2 separate regions of the Hordeum vulgare genome follow, and region 1 is linked to region 2. Evidence: chromatin contacts called from public Hi-C data. All regions are on one chromosome and are shown on one strand. Each heading gives the region's core, a stretch centred on a gene start, on an enhancer-like site or on the middle of the called end of the contact. The rest is flanking DNA. Distances are from core to core; before and after follow the strand shown. Region 1 holds the start of LOC123449047 (serine/threonine-protein kinase ATG1c-like). Region 2 holds the start of LOC123449043 (probable mannose-1-phosphate guanylyltransferase 1).

What was found. A called contact is a pair of places that touch in the nucleus more often than the background predicts.
Region 1: a contact with region 2 is called in a Hi-C map of leaf, with 6 times the contacts expected there. The contact joins the promoter of LOC123449047 here to the promoter of LOC123449043 in region 2. A contact is called at or near these places in 5 of 6 Hi-C or Micro-C datasets (leaf, seedling and an unstated tissue) and 1 of 1 datasets of contacts at active chromatin or transcription factors (embryo).

What each region holds. Positions count from the first base shown.
Region 1 is chr4H:482,246,587-482,252,500 of MorexV3_pseudomolecules_assembly, forward strand. It overlaps LOC123449047 (serine/threonine-protein kinase ATG1c-like), which reads left to right and starts at 4,468. Exons shown (of 13, transcript XM_045126117.1): 1 at 4,468-5,024; 2 at 5,391-5,508; 3 at 5,592-5,650; 4 at 5,798-5,862. The coding sequence starts at 4,773. It overlaps LOC123449044 (digalactosyldiacylglycerol synthase 2, chloroplastic-like), which reads left to right and starts at 409. Exons shown (of 5, transcript XM_045126114.1): 1 at 409-514; 2 at 956-1,275; 3 at 1,868-2,134; 4 at 2,618-2,967; 5 at 3,145-4,070. The coding sequence starts at 988. The coding sequence ends at 3,640.
Region 2 is chr4H:481,967,096-481,973,265 of MorexV3_pseudomolecules_assembly, forward strand. LOC123449043 (probable mannose-1-phosphate guanylyltransferase 1) reads left to right here and starts at 4,127. Exons shown (of 5, transcript XM_045126112.1): 1 at 4,127-4,409; 2 at 5,436-5,586; 3 at 6,119-6,170. The coding sequence starts at 5,476.

The DNA of each region.
Region 1 (5,914 bases), core at 3,218-5,717, 280 kb after region 2:
TTGTTAGTCCATAGGTTGGGATGATGGATATAAGCTTGTATGTTAGGGACGATGTGAATGAGTAGGACAATTTTACGAACTACGAGAAAGCGGATTTATAGCATGGTAACAAATGGCAGAATGATTGAAGTGTCGAAGTGAAATGGCCTTGCAACAGATCTATTTGTTGGTCCGTGACAACGTACGGGCATTCAACTAGTGTATTACAGATGTAGTATCATACACTAATATCATATGCATTGTATAATCAATAAATGTTGGTTTATACCATAATAAAAAAAACTAGACCGTTGCCCAAGCCCGGCTGCACTGAGAATCCGGACCCACAGGCCGAGATTCTGGTGGGTCCCGGTTCGGTTCCGTTCCGTTCCGGACGAGACGGGACGACAGGAACAGCGGTGTAGATACCCCTAGGCCCCAACCCCATCTGCACCCCCGGCTGTCATCTTCTTCCCCGCCCTCGCCCTCGCCCCAGCAACCGCTCGCCCCGACCGCGGCACCACCCATCGCACAGGTAATCGCTCCTCCTCCTCCCCCCACCCCAATTCCCCTCCGTCCGCGCCAGTCTCGTCTCATAGTCTCAGTTAGGGCTCGCAGCTTGCTCGATTAGAGGCCTAGAGCTCAGATCGAACGATGCAGTCTAGTCATGTTCATCCTTGGATCTCTCCCCTCGAGCTCCTGGGTGGGGCCTCCACGGGCCATGCGAGCCCCAGCGCGTGAGTCACATTGCGTCCCTGGGCGTCGAATTGGATGCCCCTGGCCCCGAGCCTCCAACTTTTGATATCCACAACGAATGAATCAAATTCCCAAATGTAACAGGCAAATGTGGAGTGGGCGGGAGGTTAAGGGGGGGGGGGGGGGGGACTTGATTCTGCTGTTACTGTCATGCGCTATTCTTCGATGTTACTCCATCATTTAAAGGCCAGTGGCCATATTCCTTGGAAATTGCATGCAGTGGCCGTGTGCGGTGGGGTGGTCTGCGAGGCTATGGCGATGGCGAGGAGGCAGCACATCACAATATTCACCACGGCGAGCCTGCCGTGGATGACCGGCACTGCTGTCAACCCTCTGTTCCGGGCCGCTTACCTCGCCAAGGCCCGGGACTGGGAGGTCACGCTGGTGGTGCCGTGGCTGTCAAAGGGGGACCAGACGCTGGTCTATCCTAACAAGATGAAATTCAGTGGGCCGGCGGAACAAGAAGGCTATGTGCGGCGGTGGCTTGAGGAGCGGACTGGGCCGTTGCCGAGATTCAACATAAATTTCTATCCTGGGAAGGTAAATTCGAACAATTTGGCAACATATATCCTTACCTTGTGTTATCATGTTGTAAATATCCCTTGAATATATGTGCTTGTTGTGTGGAAAGCGCAAATGAAGCCTTCCAATTGTTTGGCCCTATCTATGCAACTGTACACCACAGGCAACTTTATGAACTTAAATTACTTGTGGAATTAAAATGTTGTAGAATGGTATCTCCTGCCTCCTTGTTGGATACTGAGTGTTGTAGGTGATTAATTTTTGAAGCGTTTACGTATCCAGTAGACCAGTACTTGCAATAGTGTAACTAGTATTTTTTTTCCTGCAAAAATAATAATGCTGTAACTAGGAGAGAGTCTGTGGTATTTGAGCGCAGGACGAGCAGAAACTGAGGAGTACTGGATAGTACATAACTTGCATTCACCCCTTTGGTGATACACATGATAGAGCAGTAAATTGAGCATAGCAATAGAGGGAGAGGGAAACTATCTAACGACTTAGTACTTGCCACCATGCATCTACGAAAGGGGCAGCATAAATTGAGTTAGTGTTAGTAATATTCTTTATATTTTATCGCACGGTAGACTAGTCTAACTATGTTCATATGCAGTTTTCGACAGAGAAAAGAAGCATTCTACCTGTTGGGGATATAACCGAGACGATATCTGATGAAAACGCAGATATTGCAGTTCTAGAAGAGCCAGAACATCTTACCTGGTACCATCATGGCCGGAGGTGGAAAAACAAATTCCGTAAAGTTATAGGTGTTGTTCACACCAACTATCTGGAATACGTGAAGAGGGAGAGAAATGGGTACATTCACGCATTTCTCTTAAAACATATCAATTCTTGGGTCACCGACATCTACTGCCATAAGGTTAGCAGTTTTATTTTCTATTCTGTTTACCGTCACCTCATTGTATTTCAAGCATTTCATTAAGTATTAACATCCAGTTGGTTTTATGAAACCTCTCAGTAAGCTGAATATCTTTATAGATGATTTCATGGATACATAGTCGCCAATTTAACATCGATAGCATACATGTAATTACCATATTTGTATAGCATTCAGACAAAGCTGGTCCATATTTTTTGGCAGTTATTGTCTACCTAGGGCTGCCCCACTTGTTATCTGCACCGTAAACCATTATGGCAACTGCATAATGCACTGCTGTAATGCATTCATGATTGGTCAATAAATTCATATATGTATTGGTACAAGAACATCATTCCATCCATGATTTGGTATGCAAACATGTGCTCCATTTTCTCTTCTTGAGGACAATAGTTTCTTTGTCTATTTTTTAATATTTTGTTATGTGCAGTTTCTGACCTTTTGTTGCCTGTGATGTTTATCTAGGTTATAAGATTATCGGGAGCAACTCAGGAAGTCCCGAGATCTGTAATTTGTAATGTTCATGGAGTAAACCCGAAATTTATTGAAATTGGCAAATTAAAGCATCAACAAATATCTCAAAGAGAGCAATCATTCTTCAAGGGTGCATATTATATTGGAAAGATGGTCTGGAGTAAAGGCTACACAGAGCTGCTCCACCTGCTTCAGAAGCACCAAAAGGAATTGTCTGGTCTCAAGATGGAGCTGTATGGCAGTGGAGAAGATTCAGATGAAGTTAAAGCATCAGCTGAGAAACTCAATCTGGACGTTAGAGTCTATCCTGGTCGCGACCATGCAGATTCAATATTTCACGAGTGAGATCCTGTGTTTTCCCTATTCCTTAATTTATCTTTTTTCCTGTGCACCAAAGGGGCCACACAAGCGTTTTGGTAGCTACTAGTGCTAGTTCGAGCTATTCATTTCATGACAAGTGCTTTATGTCATCAATTTATTTCTAATCCAGCTGAGTTATATTCTATTGTTTGTTTCAGCTACAAGGTTTTCATAAACCCAAGCACAACAGATGTAGTGTGCACCACAACTGCAGAAGCCTTGGCGATGGGGAAGATTGTGATCTGCGCAAACCATCCTTCGAACGAGTTTTTCAAAAGATTTCCCAACTGCCACATGTACAGCATGGAGAAAGAGTTTGTGAGGCTAACCATGAAAGCACTGACAGAAGAGCCGATCCCACTGACAGAGGAACTGAGGCATGAGCTTTCCTGGGAGGCGGCGACAGAGAGGTTTGTCAGGGTTGCGGATATCGCACCAGCCACGCCCGCCAAGCAGCACCCTTCCTCGTCGCAGCGTTTCATGTACATCAACCCGGATGAGCTGAAGAAGAACATGGAAGAGGCGTCGGCATTCTTTCACAACACCATCTCCGGGTTTGAAGCCGCCCGCTGCGTGTTTGGCGCGATACCGAACAGCCTGCAGCCCGATGAACAGCAGTGCAAGGAGCTCGGGTGGAGACCCCAGGGGCTATAGCCTTTCCACCTCCATGCCGTTGCCGTCGATCATACGAGTTTACAACTAATTGCAGTTCAGTTGGGGGGCTCAGGGAACTAACTCTGAAACGGAGACATCTGTGCTCTGAAAAGGATTGCCGTTTGACTTTTGACAGGCCCTTGCTTTGCTTTTCCGGTGTGATGAAACTGCAGTTTTCCTTGGTGGCGTCCATCAGGTTCCTCTAATGCATCATATCCGTGTCTGGCGATTGTGAAGTCTAACAGCAGGTGAGGAGTGCTCCTGTAAATTTGCAAAGTTGAAGTCACTTCCTCATGTGGCATGTATGCTCTGTAACATGCGTGACAAGTACTGCCGTGTAAAGCCCGCTTGTGTTCCGCAACAATTCCATGTGCTGCCGCTCTTCGCCCATCTGAAAAAGTCTTGTATGTATATATTGGCATATTGCTTCGTTCTTGTGTGCCACTTGTTAAAACCTGGAGTGTGCTTTTGGTCGGGTGGCCTACGTGCCGACTGCCGAGCAGCAGCAGCGGGAGCGAGCACCAACCAGCAAGCGATGACGTGAGGCGTCGTGTTTCCTTCTGGTAGCAATTGACCCCCGCTCGACGCATCATCCGTCCTATACACATATCTCCGTCCACCTCACACGACGATTCCGACCAAATTCATAGTCAAGACAAACACACGCACTAAAACGCGTCTACACACATCTGATTATATTTTTATACAGTAATAAAACATCTAATAATTCGAAATAGAGGGTTTACTTTTTTTATATATAGAGAAAATAAACAAAATAGTATAGCAGCATGAATACATGATTGATGACGCAGAAGCGGATATATGATATTCCGGCAGCAGGGAGAGGGAGAGGGGAGGGAGGGAGAATCTTGCAAAAGACTGGGGAATCTGGCGAGGGCAGCGGATAGGGATAACCATCGAAACCACGCACGCCGCCGAGTGAACAAGTCCTTCTCATTTTCTTTTTCCTCTTCTCTGCTCCGTCTTCACGTTGTTGTTCCGCAGCAACACCAACGCCTACACGGTTGCTTCCCTTCTCCCCCAGCGCCGGAATCTCGAGTCCCTCCTCTCCTCCCCCAGCGCCGGGCGGGTAAATCGCGACGGCGCCCTAGAGCCCCCGAGCAGGCGGGGGATGGAGGACCGCGGCGGCGGGGGCGGGGGCGGGCGGCGGGTGGGGGAGTACGTGCTGCTGCGCCCGATCGGGTCGGGAGCCTACTCGCAGGTCTGGCTCGGGAAGCACGTCGCGCGGGGCACCGAGGTGGCCGTCAAGGAGATCGCCATGGACCGCCTCAGCGCCAAGCTCCGCGACAGCCTCCTCTCCGAGGTCGACATCCTTCGCCGCATCACGCACCCCAACATCATCGCGCTCCACGACTCCATTAGGGTAGGGTACCTCTCTCTCTCTCTCTCTCTCTCTTGCGCAATTGCTTTCGATCTGTTACTTTTGTTTACTTGTTTATGCCGATGTCTGCTGTGCATTATTAGCCTGATATATGCTAGAATTGGGACCCGCTGATGGCGATCTCTAGTTCGATTTGGTTTGGAATGCTCGCTTGGTAGACAACCCAAGCAAAGGATACGTTGGAACTTGATGTCTCCACCCTCCTCCTAGTCCTATCCACATAGATTCAGGGAAAAAATTGAAGAATTGAGCAAAATTTAATTTTTATCCTCAGTAGTAGATTCCAGAAGAATAACTGTTTTTCCTTATTGACAATGAAGTGATATATGTCGTGTGTATGTCTTTTAGGATGGTGGGAGGATATATCTCATATTGGAGTATTGTCGAGGTGGTGACTTGTACGCATATCTTCTACGGCATAAAAGGGTTCCTGAAACTGTTGCTAAGCATTTCATTCGGCAGCTAGGCAAGTATCTTCCGCCATCTACCGTTCCTTCCCATGCTTGATTCATGTCATGTGCCTTGTTCATAAATCTTTTGTTTCTGCAGCATGTGGTCTGCAGAAACTTCGTGAAAGTAATGTGGTTCATCGGGATCTTAAACCACAGGTCAGTTATCGCTGTCAACTGTTGGTTTACATTTCTCTGTGTATTTCCTGATCAAGAGTCTCACAAAAGAAATGCTATCTCTCAATATAGTTGCTTGATAATTTTATCAAACCATTGAATTATGATTTTTTATGCTTGTCCAAACAGAACATTCTTCTTGTTTCAAATAATGGAACTTCCATCTTAAAGATTGCTGACTTCGGGTTTGCAAAGTGAGTTACTCCTGTTCTGTTTCATTCATTTTTGGAGATAGAACATTAGTTG
Region 2 (6,170 bases), core at 2,877-5,376:
TCTCGTACGGGTTTAAGTTCAAATATGTCAACAAATAGCCGCAAGGACACCTATAGAAGGGTTGGGGTAACTCCAACACGGATCACCTAAACGAAAATTGCCAAACGTCCGCGGACGTGTCCGCAAATAGGAATATGGGTGGATGCCATCTAATTAGAGTCACCAAATGTCCACTCCCTTCTTTTTCTATTCCCGGACTAATCAAAATAATAAAATATAAATAGCGCAATTCTTAAGCAATTGAAAGATAAATATTTCAATGCAAAATAATTCAAATAAACATATTATGGTCCAAACATAATGTTTTGAAATAAATAGTTGGTGTTTTAATTCATCTAGTCGGACACATGTTCTAGTTGTCCATATGAAACATCCAAAGATGTTCAACCAGATTATTCTATAGTTACTCATGAGTTCCACGATGTTTAATTTGATAATGCATTTGAACACTGTCCTCAATTGTTGCCAGATTCTGCTTCATAAGCTGGATAGGATAACCCACATTTTGAAAATTCAGACCATGACAATCTCCATCACCCTCATCCGCCACAATAATGGTTTGCATGATCACACAAGTTGTGAACACCTCCCACAATGTACTGAGATTTTATAGTTTAGCACATCCGTGAACAACTGCAAAACAGGCTTGGAGCACTCCAAATGCCCTATCAACAACCTTTCTAGCAGATTCTTGTCTTTTTGCAAAGTGATACCTTTTGTCACCCCTTAGTTCATATATGGTCTTGATTGAATCCGCTCATGGAGGATATATACCGTCACAAAGATAGTACCCCATGTTGTAGTCAATACCAATGATGGTATAGTTGCACTCACGAGCTTCGCTCACACACAACCTTGCAAACAATAGAGACCGATACAACCCGTTGACGTCACTGTGAAAGACAGACATGCCAAAAAGTGGTCATATGATGCAACAACTTCAAGAATGATGGTGGCCCTTTTGCATTGACCTTTGATTACCATTGTTGAGCATATGGCCACTTCTTCCATTTTCAGTGCATGCAACCCAGGAATCTTTGCATACCCGAAAACCCTTTTGCTTCTCCAATTTCCATGAGCATTGTTGTGTCGGTGGGAGTCGGTTCTCTCAAGTACTTCGCACAAACACTTTCATCACCACAGTAGCAATGTTGACCATCGCTTCGAATCATGTGCTTTCAAAAATTTGGCGGTGTTCATCCCACGAATATATGGTCATGCCATAGGCAAGCATCCTCATTGTAACACTACACTTCTGGTAACCAGAGAACCCAATTGGTCCAATGGCATCCTTTTCTAGGATGAAGTAATCACCATAGACTCGAACACCATGGTAGATGTGTCCGAACACTTGTCTCCACATGCAAAAAACAATGACAGAACTAGGGCTCGAATAGCCCATCAGGCAAAGTAGTAGTCGAGCAACATCATATGCTCCCTTGCCATATTTCGATTCAACACTTGATGTCCCTTTGTTGGACCCTTGTAGCTGAGAACATGCTCCTTCGCACGCACCGCATCTGCAAGAACCACTCATCATCATTGTTTCATTATCATATTACTCATCCACATCTGACGAAGACAACTCCATGAAATCGTAGTAGAAGTACTAGTCTGAATCCATCATGTTGCTCGAGAACGTAAAAAAAGTTGGCAATGCCATTTGACCGAACATTTGTCGGGCATAACGTCTGGCATGGAGGACATTGGTAGGGACGCATATGATACCTTGGTTTCAGCGGGATCAAGGATGGAATGCCATGATCCAGGATGGAACAACAATGGAGTACAAGGCGAGAAGGTGCATGGGTGGAGCTGCAGAGGTCCAGCAATGCCTGAGCGGCTGACGAGGTGGTACATTAGGGGTGTCGGTTATTGATAAATGTGAATACATAACACATGGGAAGGAACCAAGTTGAAAAAAGCTTGGGATTTGGTTTTTGGGTGGACCGAGTCCGAGCGTGTCGAAGGTCTACATGGCGAAGGTCTAGACATCGACAAACTTGTGGATGATAATGCGTAGGGTATGGGTGGGTACAACAGACATTTTCCAAAACTCATACCCACAAAAACTTTCTATACCCACTCACTTTTAATACCCGTATGCACGAATTGACACCCATGCCAATACGATTGGTATCATACAGACCTACACCCAATGCGTACGACATATAACACTTACGTTTGAAAAAGTAAAGAAATAAGTCTAAAATTCAAGTGATGATGGGCAAGCAATCTAACACTGACACGACCTCCTCTGATGTGTGGCCTCTTGGAGGTGGCAAGGGAGTACGAGCAATGATTGTGGAAGCCTAACACAATGGGAGGCGGCCGTGGGAACTCAGGATTGCTGGATCGAAATTTGGACAAGAGACTTGCGGCAATGGGTCAATGTTTCATCGTTTTGAGGAGTAACATAGGATCTAAGAGGAGAGCGACTAGTGTTTGCATGCTTATGAACCATGTTCGTGTAGGGAATAAGATGTTTAGGGTTGGCTCATTGGAGTTGGATGTTGACCTCACATGTTATTGGAGCTGTTTTCATTTATTCATTTTTTGGGTATCGATTGGGATATCCATGGACGCAATTTCATATCCATGCTCTCTCCATATATTTTACGGGTACGAATATCCATTATCCATGCGCACAAATTCCGTAAGTTTTGCATACAATCAGTGTCTTCAGTTAAGGTATCCGCATCAATTAAAAACGTATCTAGATGAGTTCACACAAATTTCTTAGCAGACCCACTAAACAATGCGTTTTCAGTTCGCGGAGAACGTGTTTTAAGGATCGGTTTGAGCTGTGGCCGAACAGAACCCTTAAAGTTAAACTATAAAATCAAGCATTCACTTTATATTCTTTTCCACGTCTTTTTCTTTCTCTCGACCATGTCCATGAACAGCGCACGAAACAGTCAAATACGAAACCATCGGCGTTCAAGACAACGCACAAAACTAGCTCGTGTGTGGCCGGATCGCCAGGAGCTCCTTCTTCATCGTAGGTGCTTGAGTTTCCGTCTAGAATCAATCAAAACGGCCAAACACGAAGCAGTGGTCACCGTAGGTGTAGCTAGCTGAATCCATCCACGAGCTAGCTAGATAGCTCGCTTAATCGATTCGAGCGGACGAAGGATCTATCTAGCTAGCTGAATCGATTCGAGTGGACGCGGGCGAGCGCAGCGGCCGGGCGAGCGGCTGGCATCCGGGGACGAGCAGGACGGTGCACAACAGACGTGGACGACGAACGCGGAAGTTTTCGTGCCATTTAGGCTTCCGTCAACTGCTTTCTCTCTATACAGGACATAGTAAAAACGGACGTAAAAATTATGTTTTTGCAAATAGGGAAAAGCTTTTTACTGTCTCCCTTAAAAAATTTACAGGTCAAAGTCGTCTACGGGTTTTATTTGAATCGTTTTCCATCTAAAACTGTAAACCGATGGTTATTTTATAGTTTTGCGAGTTATACGGCGTTGTTAGATTTTCTAAGATGACATTGGATAGGACGGCTATCCGCGTTGGAGTTGCCTTAGGACATGTACAATGCATAGCCTCAAGGTGACGCCCCGCATGATATGTAGGATCGGATGTCAGGAAAAATATGTTCGGATAAGGAAGCGGAATCCTTTCGAGGAGGCGGGTGCTTGAAGAGAAAATGTGTTATCGGATGTAAAAAGCTGAAAAGTTTAGAGTAAAAAGTAGAGATGCATGTGCATTAGAGTTTTTATTTTTTATTTTTTTAATGAGGCATCTTGATGATAGATTGTATTGGAGAAAAAAAAGTCAATATAGATGGCTCAAGCTACCTTTGTCACGGGACATCTATATCCATATCTTATCATCGTACATATCCATTGGAAAGGGTCATCTTAGAGCAACTAACTGTACGAGATGGAACAGAGGGAATAACTGTAGTACTAACAGAAAACTTTGCCCTGTAAAACAGGAAGGTAATAACGCTCGCGCCCACAGGCCATTCACGCGCCGCGGATAAGCTGGCGGCCGGCCGGCCCCGCTGCTGGATCGCGCGTCGGCGGGTGGACAGCAAATCATCATTGCCAAAAGAAACGAACAGAGGAAGCAGATGATGAATCCGAAGAGGGGAAAAAGGTTACCGGGGTTCATTAGGGCGGAAGCCAGGCAGTGTCAAACCGTCAATCCCACGCAGCAGCCGGAGGCAGCGAGGAAGCCACCAGTATAAAACCAGCGCCGCGTCGTTGGCTATCAGCGATCCCGCGACCCAGCCGACGGTTTTCCCTTCCCCCCTCTCTGACCTGTCCCTCCCTCCATCCTCAATTCCCACCGCCCCAATTCTCCTCCTCCTCGGCGCCCGCCGTTGACGAGGCCCCGGAGGAGGACGACTCGGGCGCACCGCTGTCTTCTGCTCGGCCGGCCGCCCTCTTGTCGAGGTACGTACGTGCGCGCGCAGCGCCACGCTGATCGATCTCGTCCCTTGCTCTGTTCTTGGCCGCTACGCGTTTGAATGTTCTATCTATCCACCTACGCCATTAGAGCTGCTCCTCCCTCGGCCTGGCCATGACATCATGGTAGCGAGAGAGGCGGCGGTCTGGTTCCTCGACGCGGCAGGAGGCCAGATCTGCACCCAGCAAACCCCGCGCTGTTCATCAGCACTTCTCGTCTCCCCCTCTGTTTGTTATCTTACGTGCGGGGTTGGTTCGGTGGGTGCTGGAGCTCGACGGTTGCGAGGCCACCACTTTCGTTTCGTCGTCTTTGCTCGTCTCATCTCCATCTTCATCATGGATCCAGTCTGTAAATCATTTTGGCTCCGGAACCAAAAATAGAGGCGTCACGGAGAAGGAGCCAAGGAGGATCAACAGAATAAAGCTCGGTTCTTTTTGTGTTTTGTGCCGGGCTGTTGGCTGGAGATCTAGCGGTATTTGGGTTGGTTTTCCGGTGGAAGCAACACGACAGCAATTCATGCGTCCGGCACACTACATTTTTCAACAGCACGTAGGTTGGTAAGATTGACGGATGGATGGACGGATTTGGCTTAAAGTGGAGCGGCCCCTCCATGCCACCTTCGCCGGCATCTCATCTATTTCTTCGACCTGCATTTTCGCCGTCTTCCTCCTCACCCACTACCGCATAAAGGACCATCCCCTGCTTCCTTAAATCTGAGAAAAATCCCGTCTCCCGAACGAGGCCGCAGATTGTCCCCAGCTTTAGTAGATCAGGTCGTCCTTCTATCTCAATCCTTTCAAATCAATGATGCCTTTTTTTTCCTTTCCTATGTTCTCGTATGTATGTACTATTTTCTTGCTCCTTGAATTGACCGTGCAAATTCCCGCTGCTTTTGCCGATGCAAATATGGTCGCTGTCTTGGGACACATGGCATCTACATACTCCGATCCTCCGTGACCACAGAGTCTGGATCAGATCATCTCATTCGTTTCTTCTTCTGTTGCTTGTTGCAGTTTCACAGAGTGCGGAGGTTGAGTTAGGAGGACTGCGACCATGAAGGCCCTCATTCTTGTGGGAGGATTCGGCACCCGCCTGCGGCCGCTGACGCTCAGCGTGCCCAAACCGCTCGTCGATTTCGCCAACAAGCCCATGATCCTGCACCAGGTCAGCACAAATACTCCATAATTTATTTCTTATTCAACATGCTTCAGTTATTCAGGATGAATAATATTATTACCATGCTACGAGGAGGGGTAATTTTTGGGGAAATTGCAGTGCAGGCAAAATGAAAAGCAGTATTATGTAGTTCAATCATCTTATCATTTGCCTGTCTTGTCACGCCTTGCAAGGTGTCATCAATGCATGATTTGCTAGGTGGATCCACGTGAATAGATTCCTGACTGCAACAGTCATCGACCTGTATGCATCACCATCTGTGTCTCAAATAATTGTGATGGTAGAAACAAAATATATGGATTTTTAAAAGGGGTAACCAATAATTGACCATTTCCCTGTCCTGAGCAAATTAACATCTGTTTTAAGCATCCGTTTTTTTCGCTTTGACTTTAATTGTTCAGTGTATCTTGTGAATTTTATTTCTTGCAATGACTTCCTCACCAGATCGAGGCTCTGAACGATTTGGGAATTGTTCAGTGCATGTTGTGATTAATTTGTTTGGTAATGCTTTTCTCACCAGATCGAGGCTCTGAAAGATGTGGGAGTCACAGAAGTTGTCCTGGCGATCAATT